Linked DNA regions of Mus musculus: region 1 is linked to region 2. The links are chromatin contacts, called in public HiChIP or PLAC-seq maps. All regions are on one chromosome and are shown on one strand. The core of a region is the stretch at or near the end of the contact, and the rest is flanking DNA. Distances in the headings are between cores, read along the strand shown. Region 1 holds the start of Pex6 (peroxisomal biogenesis factor 6). Region 2 overlaps Ptk7 (PTK7 protein tyrosine kinase 7).

Evidence for each region. HiChIP or PLAC-seq counts read pairs in DNA pulled down with a chosen protein or histone mark.
Region 1: an H3K4me3 HiChIP or PLAC-seq map of bone marrow-derived macrophages shows a contact between it and region 2, with 2.6 times the contacts expected there. The contact joins the promoter of Pex6 here to the enhancer-like site in region 2. A contact is called at or near these places in 9 of 39 promoter capture datasets (the 3T3-L1 cell line, the HPC-7 cell line, HPC-7-derived erythroid cells and 5 more), 1 of 15 datasets of contacts at CTCF or cohesin (large pre-B cells), 11 of 484 Hi-C or Micro-C datasets (the HPC-7 cell line, LSK cells, cranial neural crest and 6 more), 8 of 115 datasets of contacts at active chromatin or transcription factors (the HPC-7 cell line, bone marrow-derived macrophages, embryonic stem cells and 1 more) and 5 of 9 other capture datasets (adipose tissue, embryonic stem cells, liver and 2 more).

Annotation. Positions count from the first base shown.
Region 1 is chr17:46,709,408-46,716,277 of GRCm38.p6, forward strand. It overlaps Pex6 (peroxisomal biogenesis factor 6), which reads left to right and starts at 2,069. Exons shown (of 17, transcript NM_145488.2): 1 at 2,069-2,977; 2 at 4,501-4,664; 3 at 5,054-5,137. The coding sequence starts at 2,093.
Region 2 is chr17:46,572,898-46,579,618 of GRCm38.p6, forward strand. It overlaps Ptk7 (PTK7 protein tyrosine kinase 7), which reads right to left. Exons shown (of 20, transcript NM_175168.4): 8 at 6,670-6,721; 9 at 6,396-6,531; 10 at 6,153-6,272; 11 at 3,864-4,013; 12 at 3,595-3,745; 13 at 3,367-3,494; 14 at 1,375-1,578; 15 at 523-678. Among named protein-coding and RNA genes, the nearest start is that of Srf, 20 kb to the left of the region's middle. Within about 2 kb of position 2,049, at least 11 of the 459 cell types and tissues checked have an H3K27ac peak or open chromatin away from gene starts, as enhancers often do. A contact at or near this core is called in bone marrow-derived macrophages and trophoblast stem cells, where this site is marked.

The DNA.
Region 1 (6,870 bases), core at 819-3,318, 140 kb after region 2:
TTTTTTTTTGGTTTGGTTGATTATTTTTTGGTTTTTTGAGACTGGGTTTCTCTGTGTAGCCCTGGCTGTCCTGGAACTCATTCTGTAGACCAGGCTGGTATTTATGTTTTGGTCTGCCCTGGGATCCCTATCTGGGGTGGGAAAACTTGTGTTGAATCTCCCCAGGAAAAGTTTTATCACGTATGTGCAATTACACAAATACACACGAACACACGCATGTACAAAAAGACGAAATACAACAAAAAGATTGGACAATTCCATTGAGACAAGTTCTCATGTATCCTAGGCTGGCTCCAAATTTACCACGTAGCTGTTGCCTCTACCTACCTTGTTGCTAGGAAGACAGGAGTCTATCAAACCAACCACACTTGGCTTTATAAAGTGCTTGAGATCAAACTCAGGGCAACAGCATGCCAGACAAGCACCCTACCAACTGAACTACATCTCCAGGCCAATTTCAGGTTCATGACCTAAGGTATTTCCAGGAGCTAAAATCAGAAATCTAAATATTTTCTCATCTTCTGGGGATAAAGATACCTTAATACATGTAGTCAATACTCAAACTTTCTGATATCTGATGTCCAAATTGTTCCAGAATGTATACTATACAAAATAGAAGACTATCTCAAAAGGTTCGACTGTAAAGGAGACAGTCTGACAGTAACTGGAAAAAAAATACAAGGTCCAGAAAAGGGGAATAGCCACAATCCAATATATTGATTAAATGTATTTCACAAAAACCTGTATCTGTTAATTACAAAGGAGACTTCTGGAGGGGGGCAGTTGGAGAGATGGCTCAGCTGTTAAGAGCACTAACTGCTCTACCAGCAGGCCCAGGTTTTATTCCCAGTACCCACCTGTCACTCACAAGTGTCTATAACTCCAGTTCCAGGGGATCTGACACCCTCACATAGACATACGTACAGACAAAACAGCAGTGCACGTACAAATTTTAAATAAATAAATCATAAAAAAGAAAGAGTAAAGACAAAGACGAAATCTAAGTAACTAAGGCTATTGGCTCAGTTCCCATCACAGAAGCCTTCAACCCTTTCCTTCTCTGTCGCCTTCTCTCCTATAGCTCTCCTAGAATTAGGTAAACTGTTCAAGCTTCAAGTTAGATCGGAGTAGGACAGAGAACGTGAAGGACCCAAGGCACTGGAACATGAGCTTTAAGGAGGGTGTGTTGGGAGAAGTGTGGCAACACCAAGCAACAGGGCTACATGAATCCCATGCATTAATTCAGCCAGCAGCCGCTGCATAAATAGATTGGCATAAGCATGGCTGGGGCAGTTTTATCCCACCATCCCCCTTACAACGTTCCCGGTAACCCTCAAGACGCTGTGCCTACAGCTGAGCAGGACAAACTAAGACATCCTCAGGAAAATGGACTTTTTCCACTTTTCTTTGTTTTTAAAGATTTATTTATTTTATGTAAGTCCGTACACTGTAGCTGTCTTCAGACACCCCAGAAGAGGGCATCAGATCTCATTACGGATGGTTGTGAGCCGCTATGTGGTTCCTAGGATTTGAACTCAGAACCTTTGGAAGAGCAGTCGGTGCTCTTAACCACTAAGCCATCTCCCCAAACCCCATCCTTCTTTTCACACCAATTATTCTTTTTTGTTTGTTTGTTTTGTTTTGTTTTTCGAGACAGGGTTTCTCTGTGTAGTACTGGCTGTCCTGGAACTCACTCTGTAGACAGGCTGGCCTTAAACTCAGAAATCCACCTGCCTCTGCCTCCCAAGTGCTGGGATTAAAGGCGTGCGCCACCACCGCCTGGCCCACACCGATTACTCTTGGTCAGTTAAATACTGAGTTCAAGTTATGGGGCATGAAGGTCGAGAGGACGCTACTTGCCCTACAGAATTGTAAAAATGCTCCTCCACTGAGTTTCAAAGGGCGCGTGCGTCGACAACAACGGAGGCGGTCGTCAAGCCAGGCTCCCCCCCACCCCTGTGCATCTTCTCAGGGGCCGACTTGGCCATCGGCACCCCGCCCACTTTCCTACCGGAAGCGGAAACGCCTCTCTTGCCCCGGACTTTTTCCGCCCCCTATTTCCGGAAGTGGAGTGGTTTCCTTCTCCTTCGCCATGGCGTTGGCTGTCCTGCGCGTCCTGGACCCCTTCCCGACGGAGACACCACCGTTGGCGGTGCTGTTGCCTCCCGGGGGCCCGTGGCCAGCGACGGGGCTGGGGCTGGTGCTGGCACTGCGGCCGGCGAGCGAGAGTCCCGCGAAGCCCGCGCTGCTCGTGGCGGCCGTGGAAGGGTCCGGCGCCCAGGGCGAGCAGCGCGGGCCGGGGCCTCCGCCGCTGCTGGTGAGCCGCGCGCTGCTGCGGGTCCTAGCGCTGGGGCCCGGGGCGCGAGTACGAGCGCGGCTTGTGCGGCGTCCCCCGGCCCTGGGCTGGGCGTTGCTTGCCACGGCTCCGGGACCCGGGCTAGGGCCTCGAGTCGGGCCGCTGTTGGTGCGCCGCGGGGAGACCCTCCCCGTGCCCGGATCGCGAGTGTTGGAGACGCGACCGGCCCTGCAGGGGTTGCTGGGCCCGGGGACACGGCTGGCCGTGACTGAGCTCCGCGGGCGGGCCAAACTGGGCCAGGAGAGTCGGGATCACAGCCATCCCCCGCCCCCGCCCGTAGTGTCGTCCTTTGCAGCTTCCCACTCGGTCCGGCGACTCCGAGGGGTTCTGGGAGGGACTGGAGATGCGCTGGGTGTGAGCCGGAGCTGTCTCCGGAGTCTCGGACTCTTCCAGGGCGAATGGGTCTGGGTGGCCCAGGTCGCAGAGTTACCCAACTCCTCGCAGCCGCGCTTGGCTCAAGTCCAGGTTCTAGAACCGCGCTGGGAGCTGTCTGAGAGACTGGGACCCAACTCCGGGCAGCAGCCGGGAGAGCCACTCGCTGACGGACTGGTGTTTCTGCCCGCCACTCTGGCTTTTAATCTCGGCTGTGACCCCCTGGAAGTGGGAGAGCTCAGAATTCAGGTCAGGAATGCTTCCTTTAACTTTTGCTCTCTTCCCTGTCTTTACTGAGTTGGAAGGCTAAATCTGTAGAATTCAGGTCCCCTGTGCCTTACAATTAGACCTTTCACTTAAGGTCTCTTAGTCTTGTATACTCATTTTCTCTTATCAAACTGTCTTTCACGTGTTCAGGTGAAACATGAGGTTCCCTGCCAAGTACCAGCTCTGCGTACCCCTAGTCTGTAACTGCGTTGCTACGTTAGAATGCTATCCTGGTACCTCTTGCTTTTTCCTTGACTGACTTCTTGTTCTAACTTTATCTGATAAAGCAACTGTCATTTCCGACCTAAACGTGACACTCGCATAAATCCTTTCATGATTTTATAACCACAACCTTAACATCATTTCTTCCTCTTGTAGCCTTTTGAGCCTTGTTAGGGTATATATCTTATTTATATGATTACACACACACTGTCTAGGCCTCAGTCATATATTGTACATAACTTGATATGTCTTATTAAATACATTTAAGAGAAGTTCTTGAAGTGTTTGATTTCTGCCTTTTAAAAATACAATTGTGCTTGGGAGAGGCGGGGTCTACAGTTTAGTTTCTAAGCATAGAAGTATATGATTTAGGCTGGTGCTGGCTTGAAAGGAAGCCAGTAGCCACGTAAAATTAACTAGTTAACACCAGATCTGAAGTTGATTTAACCTCTCTCGGGTGCCCAATGGCCATAGGTAGAAACAAAGACAGTCCATCAGAGTTAGTTGAGTGACTAGTTAACACTGAGATGGACCTAGTGTGTGGCCCAGCACCCAGAGCAGACAGACCAACCCTGTCCACTAAGATGTCCAGATGAGAGTGGTCTCCTTCTAACAGAAGTACAGTGGAGGACAGTCAGCTGACCAGCCCGTTAGTGGTGTCAGGACATATCTGAAGCTGGCTGTGGTGGCTCCTGTCTGTAGTTTTTGAGAAGCTGATGCACGAAAATCAGTGGGTTGAAGGTCAGCCTGAGCTCTGGACTGAGACAACAAAACTATATAGCCTTTTCCCACAGCCAGAGCCATGTCTTCACCAGAGACCACTTGGTGTCAACTCAGTAGCTACCTGCTGTCCTTCAGAGAACCTGTAGAGGCAGGGTGTGGTGCTACATGCCTGTAATCCCAACACTTGGGTGGGGGAGACAGGAGGATTTGGGACTCGAGTATTCCCATCAACATAGCTGCCAATCTGGGCTACATGAAACTGTCTCAGTAGGAAAACAGAAATCAGAGAAGTACATTTCTTAGTACCTCACTGGCTGTGGGATGACAAGGATCAAAGCCAGAAAGCCGTCTTTACAGGCGGCTCTGGAACCAGAGTCAAGAGTTGGTTCACATTAGGAGGGCTTTTGGTTTCCTAAGGGTAGCAGAGCTCTGCAGTTTGGCCGTCCTGGGTCACCAGCCTTGCTAAGGGAAAGACAAAAGGTGGATGTGGGTACTGGCTGCTACGAGTGTAAAACCTGACTGCTTGGAGGTTGTAAGCTGGCAACTGTTTTCTCCATTAGAGGTATTTGGAAGGCTCCATCGCCCCAGAGAACAAAGGAAGCTGTTCACCACTGCCCGGGCCTCCGTTTGCTCGAGAGTTACACATTGAGATTCTGTCCTCGCCTCACTACAGTGCTAATGGAAATTATGACCATGTCCTGTACCGGCACTTTCAGACACCCAGGTCAGCCGAACGGAAGAAAACACCTCACCTTGACCCTCTCCTCCCATCCCATGTCTCAGATCCAGACACCCAAGAGCTACTGGCTTAAGAGAAGTCTCATTATAGGCACCACTGTGGCAGGGAACCTTGGAGTAAGCCTGAGGTGAATTGGGACATTCTAAGGAAAAAAAAAAAAAAAAAAGGACCGTTTGGTCAAAGAGAACAACAGGAGAGCCAGGGGTCCTCTCCAGGTCTGGTCTCTGGTCTCACTCTTGGCCCAGTGTGGTCTAAGTCTAAATTGTCCCCTAGAACGTTGTCTGGGAAGCTGTGGGCTGTGGGCCTTCTTACTGGAAGGAGGCCCAGATGTGTCAGGAGCACACACTGAGCTGACTGAGTTGTGTGTGTTGCAGGGTGGTCCAGGAAGGGGATGTGTTGTGTGTGTCAACAGCTGGGCAAGTTGAGATCCTGGAAGGAAGCCTGGAGAGACTGCCCAGGTATGCCGCCACCTCCTCACCAGAGTGCCATGCCACCGCCGCCTCCTCACCTGAGTGCAGTCCCGTAGTCTTCCCTCCACAAGCTGTATATAATAATCCTGTGCCAAAGGATATTTCATTATTGCTAGAGACTTTCTGATTCCCAAATGATCATAATCAAAGACAGGTTAAGAGTCACTGCCTGTGACTGGGTTATGGGTCGTGGTGGAGTATTGCCTAGTGTGGAGGATGGGGGTGGGCGACTGTCTTTGACTCCTATCATACGCACACACACACACACACACACATAACATTGAGTAAGCAACATTTCAATGGAGCTGGAGATGACAGCTAAGTGTGGAGTGCTTGGCTTGCTTGACAGGAGGCCCTGGTGGTTCAATCCCCAACACACAAGCTGGGCATGGCGGTGGAAACTGTAATTGTAACACTTGGGTGCCAGAGATAGGAAGATCGTGAGTTCAAAGACAGCTTTGGCTTCATGGTGAGTTCAAGGCCAACCCAAACTTGGGAGGCAAACTTAAGACTACTTTGGCAGCAGGGCGTGGTGGAGCACGCCTTTAGTCCCAGCACTCGGGAGGCAGAGGCAGATGGATCTTTGTGAGTTCGAGGCCAGCCTGGTCTACAGAACAAGTTCCTGGGCAGCCAGGACTCCAGAGAGAAACCCTGTCTTGAAACCTCTTCCCCAACAAAAGATTTATTAAGGAAAAGGGAACCCTCTAGAGTGTCAGGGACTCCACAGGAAGACTGTGCCCCCTGGTGTTACATTAGAGCTCAGTTGACAGATCAGTAACCCAATGTTGGCGGCTATGATTTGCAGGGTCTCTACCTCATCCTGTGTCCTATGCCAAGAGAGACACCTGCCACGAATGCCTGCCTCATCTTGTCAACATCCAGAGCTTGGTTCCTGTTGGTGCGCAGTGCTCCCTATCTCAAGATAGTAGTGCTCAGGTACAGGCAGTGTTAGTAACCCTAGTCCACATCAGGAGCCTGGCGTCCAGGCTGGCCTTACCAGTCTCTGGCCTCTGTCTCTCTTGTCCAACAAACACCTAAAACCTGGTGCTGTAATTTTGAGTCAGTCTTACTCTGTAGCTCAGGGTGGCCCCGAACTCACAATGAAACCCCAAATGACCTTGAACTTGGAGTAATTGTCCAGGCCCAGCCTCCTGAGTGCTAAGATTACCATGCTTGACTGAGTTGTTCCATTCCGAGACTGAGTCTCACTACATAGCCTTGGCTGGCCTAGAGATTACCCATCCCAAACTGCCTCTGTCTCCCAAGGTCTGGGATTGAGATTGAAGGTATAACCACCATACCCAGCCTTACTTAGGTTGGTTTTTTCTTATTCTTTTTTCTTTTCTTTTTCTCTTTCTTTCTTTTCTTTTTTTAAAGATTCAATTATTATTTTTTTTTATCTATATGGCTACACTGTAGCTATCTTCAGACACACCAGAAGAGGGCACCAGATTCCATAACAGATGGTTGTGAGCCTCAATGTGGGTGCTGGGACTTGAAATCAGGACCTCTGGAAGAGCAGTCAGTGCTCTTACCCTCTGAGCCATCTCTCCAGCCCCTTTTCCTTCCTTCCTTCCTTCCTTCCTTCCTTCCTTCCTTCCTTCCTTCCTTCCTTCCTCCCTCCCTCCCTCCCTCCCTCCCTCCCTCCCTCCCTCCTTCTCTCTCTCTTTCTTTCTTTTTCTTTTTTAAGAAAGGGTTTCATGTAGCCCAGGCTAACCTCA
Region 2 (6,721 bases), core at 799-3,298:
TACTTTTTTTTTTCCATTTTTTATTAGGTATTTAGCTCATTTACATTTCCAATGCTATACCAAAAGTCCCCCATACCCACCCACCCCCAAGTTTTGCTATACTTAAAAACAAAAACACCCTCAGAACAAATCTATAATTTCTCAATTTTTTTCCCCTAGGAAAAAAAGCGAATTTAGGTTTGTTTGTTTGTTTGTTTGTTTTTAAAAAGAATCATTTTCAGGAGTACCAAGTAAACAATACTTGGGGGTTAGAACGCTGGTTCAGAGGTTAAGAGCGTTGGCCGCTCTTCCAGAGGTTCTGAGTTCAATTCCCAGCCACCACTTGGTGATTCATAGCCATCTATAATGGAATCTGATGCCCTCTTCTGGTGTACAGACAAGCATGCAGACAGAGTACTCATTCATATACGTAAGTAAGTAAATTTAGTATTTACTAAATCGGAACCACCTCAGCCCATTACCCAGACTTAAAAACCAGTGTCCTGCAGCAAAGTTGGGGCAGCTGTAGGCAAGGCGGCATACCCAGAGTGGTGATAGGCTGCAGGCTGGCTCTCGGGAAATGCATCCTATCACCGGCGCTGTGGCGCTTGTTGGTGGCTGGGGGGCCAGAGCCCAAGCTGGTCAACGCCACTTCTTCCTGGATCTCGGCTGATGGCTGACCATTCTGCAAAGGCCCACCTGGGAACAAGGGGTCAGGGGATAACCTAAGACCGATAACCTGCACACTGTAAAGAGCTCAGTCCCCACGTCCTGTGGTGTGTTATATTGTCTGTCTGTCCCTCACACCACCACTATCACCTTGCTTCCTGCCAACTTGAGTCCAATCACACATAAAACAGCTATCCCCACAGATAACCTGGTGGGGCTTAGGGGCTGGCTGCAGACCCTGAGTGTGACCATTTATCGGTGCAGACGATTAGGAGGCATGAAATGAGCTTGGTGTGGGACTCTAATCAAATCGCTGGACCCCTTGCATACAAAGGGGAAATCACCACACACTGTTCCCGACCGCCTAAACTGAGTGGAGACCCAGCAATGCCCTCAGAGAGCACCTAGTGATGAGAGGGATGAGGGAAAAGATGGACAGATATTGTCCCTGGAGGCTGACAACTGAAAAGACGTGTAATAGACACATGTAGACGCATGCCAAATTTATCTGTGCTTTCCCGGTGGGAGGGAAGGCTGACCCAAGAGGCTTGACTGATGAGGGAGTCCCGAGCCAAGCCGTTGAGAAGCCAAGGCCCTGAGAATGGAGCAACTCTAGGTTTGCAGCCAGAGGAGAGGTAGCCTCAGCTCCAGCCCTCAAATCCACAGCTGGCACGGGAGGGTGCTCTGTACCCAGACCGGTCCACCTCCCGCTACAGGGGGACCCACCATTGAGGCACTCCATCTCTGGCTCCTCCCCCTCAGGCTGTTTCTGCAGCCGCTTGGCTTTACACCGCTTCTTGCAGTAGAACATGAGGCCCAGGACCGCGATGATGTAGGCTACCGCTGCGCCCACCGACAGCCCGATGGTCTGGATCATCTTGTATGGGGGAGGGCTGCCTGGGCCCTCCGAGTCTTCCATCACTGGCTTGTCTAAGAGACACACGGAGAGGTCAGGACAGGGGCGACTCAAGCAAACTAGCCCTCAAGTCTCTAGCCCAGATATATGACAACTTCTAGACCCTTGAAGGCCCCCACGTGGCATGAAGACCCAGGGCGTATCCCTTCCTTCTCTGGCTGACTCGGTCCTGTGAACTAACCCTGGAGAGGATACGGGGAAGCTTCTGGCTTAACATCCCAGCTAAGACTCAGCTCAGAGTGAGTTCCTGCATTGCTAGTCTACGGGCTTCCAATGACTCAGAAGACAGAGGTCCCATGAGTCACTCGGTGAGCGTCAATGGCTTCAAGCAAGAGGTCCCACACTCCATTTTCTATGAGATATGTTACTAGGAAACCAATTCTGCAGAATGGAGATGTTTGTGGGAAAGTTTGTGAACTTTCTTCCCCTTTAACCTCTCTCTTCTGTAGCCACAGTGACAACTTCTCAAAGGGACAGAGATCACTAGGGCAGGTGTGGCCTATGGCTGTTAAACCTGTCATCATCTCTGGGCCTCCTGCATTCTGACCCGGTCTCCTCTCCACTTGCAATAGTTCCAAGCTTTTGATTCTTTTCTTTTGTTTGAGATAATGTCTCACTCCGTAGCCCAGGCTATCTTGGAATTCACTATCTAACCCTGACTAGCCTTGAAGTCATGACAATCCTATCTCGGTCTCAGGGCTTGATCTCATGATAATCCTCCTGTCTCAGAATCCAAGATCCAGCATTACAAGAATGAATTACCATGCCTGGCTTATAAATTTCAACCCTTTTATTTTTTTAAATTACTTTTATCCAGCACTTGGGAGGCAGAGGCAGGCGGATTTCTGAGTTCAAGGCCAGCCTGGTCTACAGAGTGAGTTCCAGGACAGCCAGGGCTACATAGAAAAACCCTGTCTCAAAAAAAAAAAAACAAAAACAAAAACAAACCCCCCAAAAAAACAACAAAATAATTACTTTTATTTATGTGTATGTGTGTGGGTTTGTGCCTGTGTGTGTTTGTGTATCTATGTGTGGGTTTGTGCCTGTGTGTGTTTGTGTGTCTATGTGGTGGGTTTGTGCCTGTGTGTATTTGTGTGTCTATATGTATGTATATACCTTTGAGTGCTCAAGTGCTATCAGAGGCTAGAGACCTTGGGTCACCTAGAGCTGGAGGCACAGGCAGTTGTGAGCCACCTGATGCTACAAACAGAACTTGGGTCCTCTGAAAGAACAGGAAGTGCTCTCAACCTCTACGCCATCCATCCTTAAACTTGGATCTTGTGGGCTTCCCTCCCAAAGGTCCACGTGTTGAAGGCTTAGTCCCCAGCCTATGCTGCAACTGGGAAGCAGTGAGACCTTCAGAAGATGGGACTAAGTGGAAGAGAGCTAGGGCATGGGGAGCTGCCCTTCAAGGGGAAACTGAGGCATAGCCATTCCTCTCTTTTTGCTTCCCACTCAACACATGAGAAACAAGATGTCTTCTGACACACATGCTCTCTGCCACCACATACTATGGTGCCACAGACCCAGAGCAACGAGGCCTGAGCAACAAGGCTGAAGGTTCTGAGACTGTGAGCCTAAAACCTGGTCTCTGTATAAGTAAACAAGAGAGCGAGGCATTAGAGAGAGCTGAACGTCCTTAAGCGGCCCAAATACACACAGCTCGGCTGTGGAATGCCAGGTGAATGACAGTCCAGCAAGCAGTCCCGTTGAAATGTCTTCTCTGTTCAGGATGTCAGTACCTGTGAGATGAGAAAGGATTCTACCCTCTCCCCTAGAGGGCGCCCTTCCCAGGCCCATACCCACGACTAAGAGCGGGGCCTCTGTGTGCCTGATGTTACAGCTGTTGCCAGCGATGCAGGTGTAGGAGCCTGAGTCCTCAGGGGCCACGTCATGGATCACCAGGGAACCGTTCTGGAAGATGTGCATCCTGTCGTGAGAGAAGCCACAGTGATGGTCACTTGGCCAGCCCCCAAGGAGCTAGCATCCGAGGAAAGGTGAAGTCTGTGTGGAAGGGAGGCAAGCCCTACCTGGGTCCCAGCTTGGTAGGGTCCAGGATCCGGTCTTTGCCTTTCCACTGAATGAGAGGCTTGGGGTCGCCCTGAGCCTCACACCGCAGCAGCGCTGTGTGGCCCTGGTACACAGTTGTACGCTCAGGTTCCACTTTGAAGGTGATGAAAACTGCACAGGAAGAGACCAGGGAGGATTGGGAAGTAGTGAGCAACGGAGCTGTCGGAAGGTAGGTTGTTACCCCCAGGCCCTGTCAACGCCAGCTCCCGGGGATCTGCCGCAGTCGCACCTGCCACCGTCAGCTGGACATGAGCGCGGATCTGGCCCTGTGGCTCGTTGGATGCAATGCAAGTGTAGTTGCCAGCATCATCTCGGGTCACTCGGGCAAAGTGTAGGGTTCCAGCATTGTCTGTCACCCATTCAGGGAGGCTACTTCCATCTGCAGAGATAGAAGAAATCACAATCGTGTCACGGGCTAGAATGACGGGAATGGCTGAGAAGGCCTTCGGGTTACTCGTCTCTACCCCAAACAAGCCCTGGACCCTCCTACTCACAGGCGCGGTCCAAAGCCCCCTGTTACTCACAGGCGTGGTCCAAAGCCCCCTGTTATTTACTTCTTCTCCACTTTTTCAGGCTTCCCTCTTTTACAGCTCCAGAACATTTCACTTGTGCTAAACGAGACATCTGACCAGGCCGCTGTCGGCCTCGTCCTCACCTCACGGCTCCTTACTCCTCCCTCCTGAGCCTAGATCCACCAGGACCCCACTTCTTCCAGAAAGATTCGAGATCTGATCGAAGGAGCCCTCTACCGATGCCACAACCCCACCCCCCTCACTCCCGTGGCTGGTGCAAATGTGAAACCGGTCCAGCCTTGTAAGAACAATTTGGCGGCTCATATACATGGTTATAAAAATGTTCATGCCATTTTATCGATATACATCTACTTTATATTGTTTATATATTTATTTTATATTACTTACATATTACGTAGTTATTTAAATAAACAATATGATATATTATATACTTGTAATTATATAGTATGTATTAATATGTTACATATTGTATGTAAATATTATATATATAACATAAAATATTACACACACACATCCACTTCTGGGATTCTTTGCCAAAGGAAATCAATCCAGAAAAATAAAGCCCATTACCGCTGGGACTGGAATCCATAGAGCAATAAGGAGGGGCAAAAATCCAAGTCTCTAACACTCAGAGAATACTCAAGTAAATGAGAATGAATTCAATTCTGAGATTGTTATTACTATAGTTGAGACTGATATTATGTACAATAAAGACAAAGGAGAAATGCTTAATAATGTTAAATTACAAATCATGTTAAGCGCTGAGTATGGTAGCACACTTCAATCCTAGAAACTCAGGAGACGGAGGCAGCCAGATCTATGTTTGAGAACAGCCTGGTCTACAAGGACAGCTCGCTCGCTCCACCTCTCAGCCAGGGCTAAACAGTGAGATCTTGCTTCAAAAAGACAAAAGGTGGGGGAAGGGAGCTGGAGAGATGGCAGAGCAGTTACAGGCAAAGGCTGTCCTTCCAGGTCTCAGGTTGGACCCTTAGCATCCACAGCACTGCATGGCGTCTCACAACCTTCTCTAGCTTCCGTATCCCCAGTCCCCTGGATCTGATGCCTTCACTGGCCTCTGCAGGCACTACACTCCCACCATGCCCAGACACACCTTCGAGCAAAACACCCGTACACATAAGGATAAAAAAATAAAACAATAAAAACCCACATATACTCTGAGCTTGGTGATCCATGTCTTAAATCCCAGCACCTGGGGAAGCAGAGGCAGGTGGGTCCCTGGAGTTGGAGGGCAGTCTGCTCTGCATAATGAGACCGTCTCCAAAGACGAAAAAGCCAAAAAGGTCAGGTGCATGGGTGCGGATGCACACCTATAATCACAGGACTTGGAAAGCCGAGGCAGAATGAACGTTCAAGGTTAGACCGGGCTGGACAGTGAGTTCCAGGACTGCTAAAACTATATAGTAAAACCTTATCTATGACAATTAACAAACTAAACTAATTCATTAAATAATTAAAAACTTAAAAAAAAAAGTGTTTTAAAAATGGCTCTGTATAAGCAGCTTGCCTGGCAGACTGAGGGTCACAGGTTCAACCCCGACGACTCTACTAACTCAAATAAACAAAATAAGTACGTCTTTGCTCAGGAAGAGTAATACGTAAAAGTTGTATATATAATAAAATTACTATGCAAGAGTAAGAGAGTCACAGAAGGAGACAGACATAAAGATGGCAGATGGTGCAGTGATTTGTACACCCCCACACAATGCTTATCAGACTCCATGCTACTTTAATGCTGGCCACAAGGGGTCTCGACACCACTGCCTTGACAACCCACCCACCTGCCTGCCAGTCACAGTCTATGCTGCCAGCACTGTCCTCTTGACCCCTCTGGGGATATAGCTTTCCCTTCTCTACTGGACTACATTAATCAGTCATTTCTGGTTTCTCCCAACAATTCCAGGTGCAGGCTGGGCACTCCCCTGTCCCTCTTGCTCGCTCTAGAGCCTGTGTCACGTGGTACTCACCTGCCCGTACCCACTTAACCGTGGGCTTCTCCCGGCCAGTGGCTGAGCAGGGCACCGTAGCCTCCTTATCAAACTCCATGCACTGCTGTGGCTGCGGTGGTGGCGTGAACTTGAGTTTTTCTGGGTTAGTTGGGAAAGAGAGGAGGAATAATTGAAACAAGAAGAAAGAGGCAGGGCCATCCCTGTCACCCCCTTGTCTACACAAGCTAAGTATTCTCCAAAATAACACATTTGCCAACTCACCCAGCACCTGGACTCGGGCCTGGGCCTCGATGCTGCCGGCTGGGGTACTGCTCACGCAACGGTACAATGTCCCGTCATACACCTCCACACTATTGATGCGCAAGGTCCCATTCTTCGAAACTTCGAACCTCGAGTCCTGCGGGACAGACTTGAGTAGCCGAGGGCTAGTTCTATCTCCCTGAGGGCAGCCTCGGGGCTGAGAGAGGTCTGGGGCTATGCACTGACAAAGGCTGTGGGGAACTCTCCCATCCACCAAGGAGCCATCCTTTCTCACCTCTGAGATCAGCATCTGGTTCCTGTACCAGATCACAGTGGGCTTGGGTGTG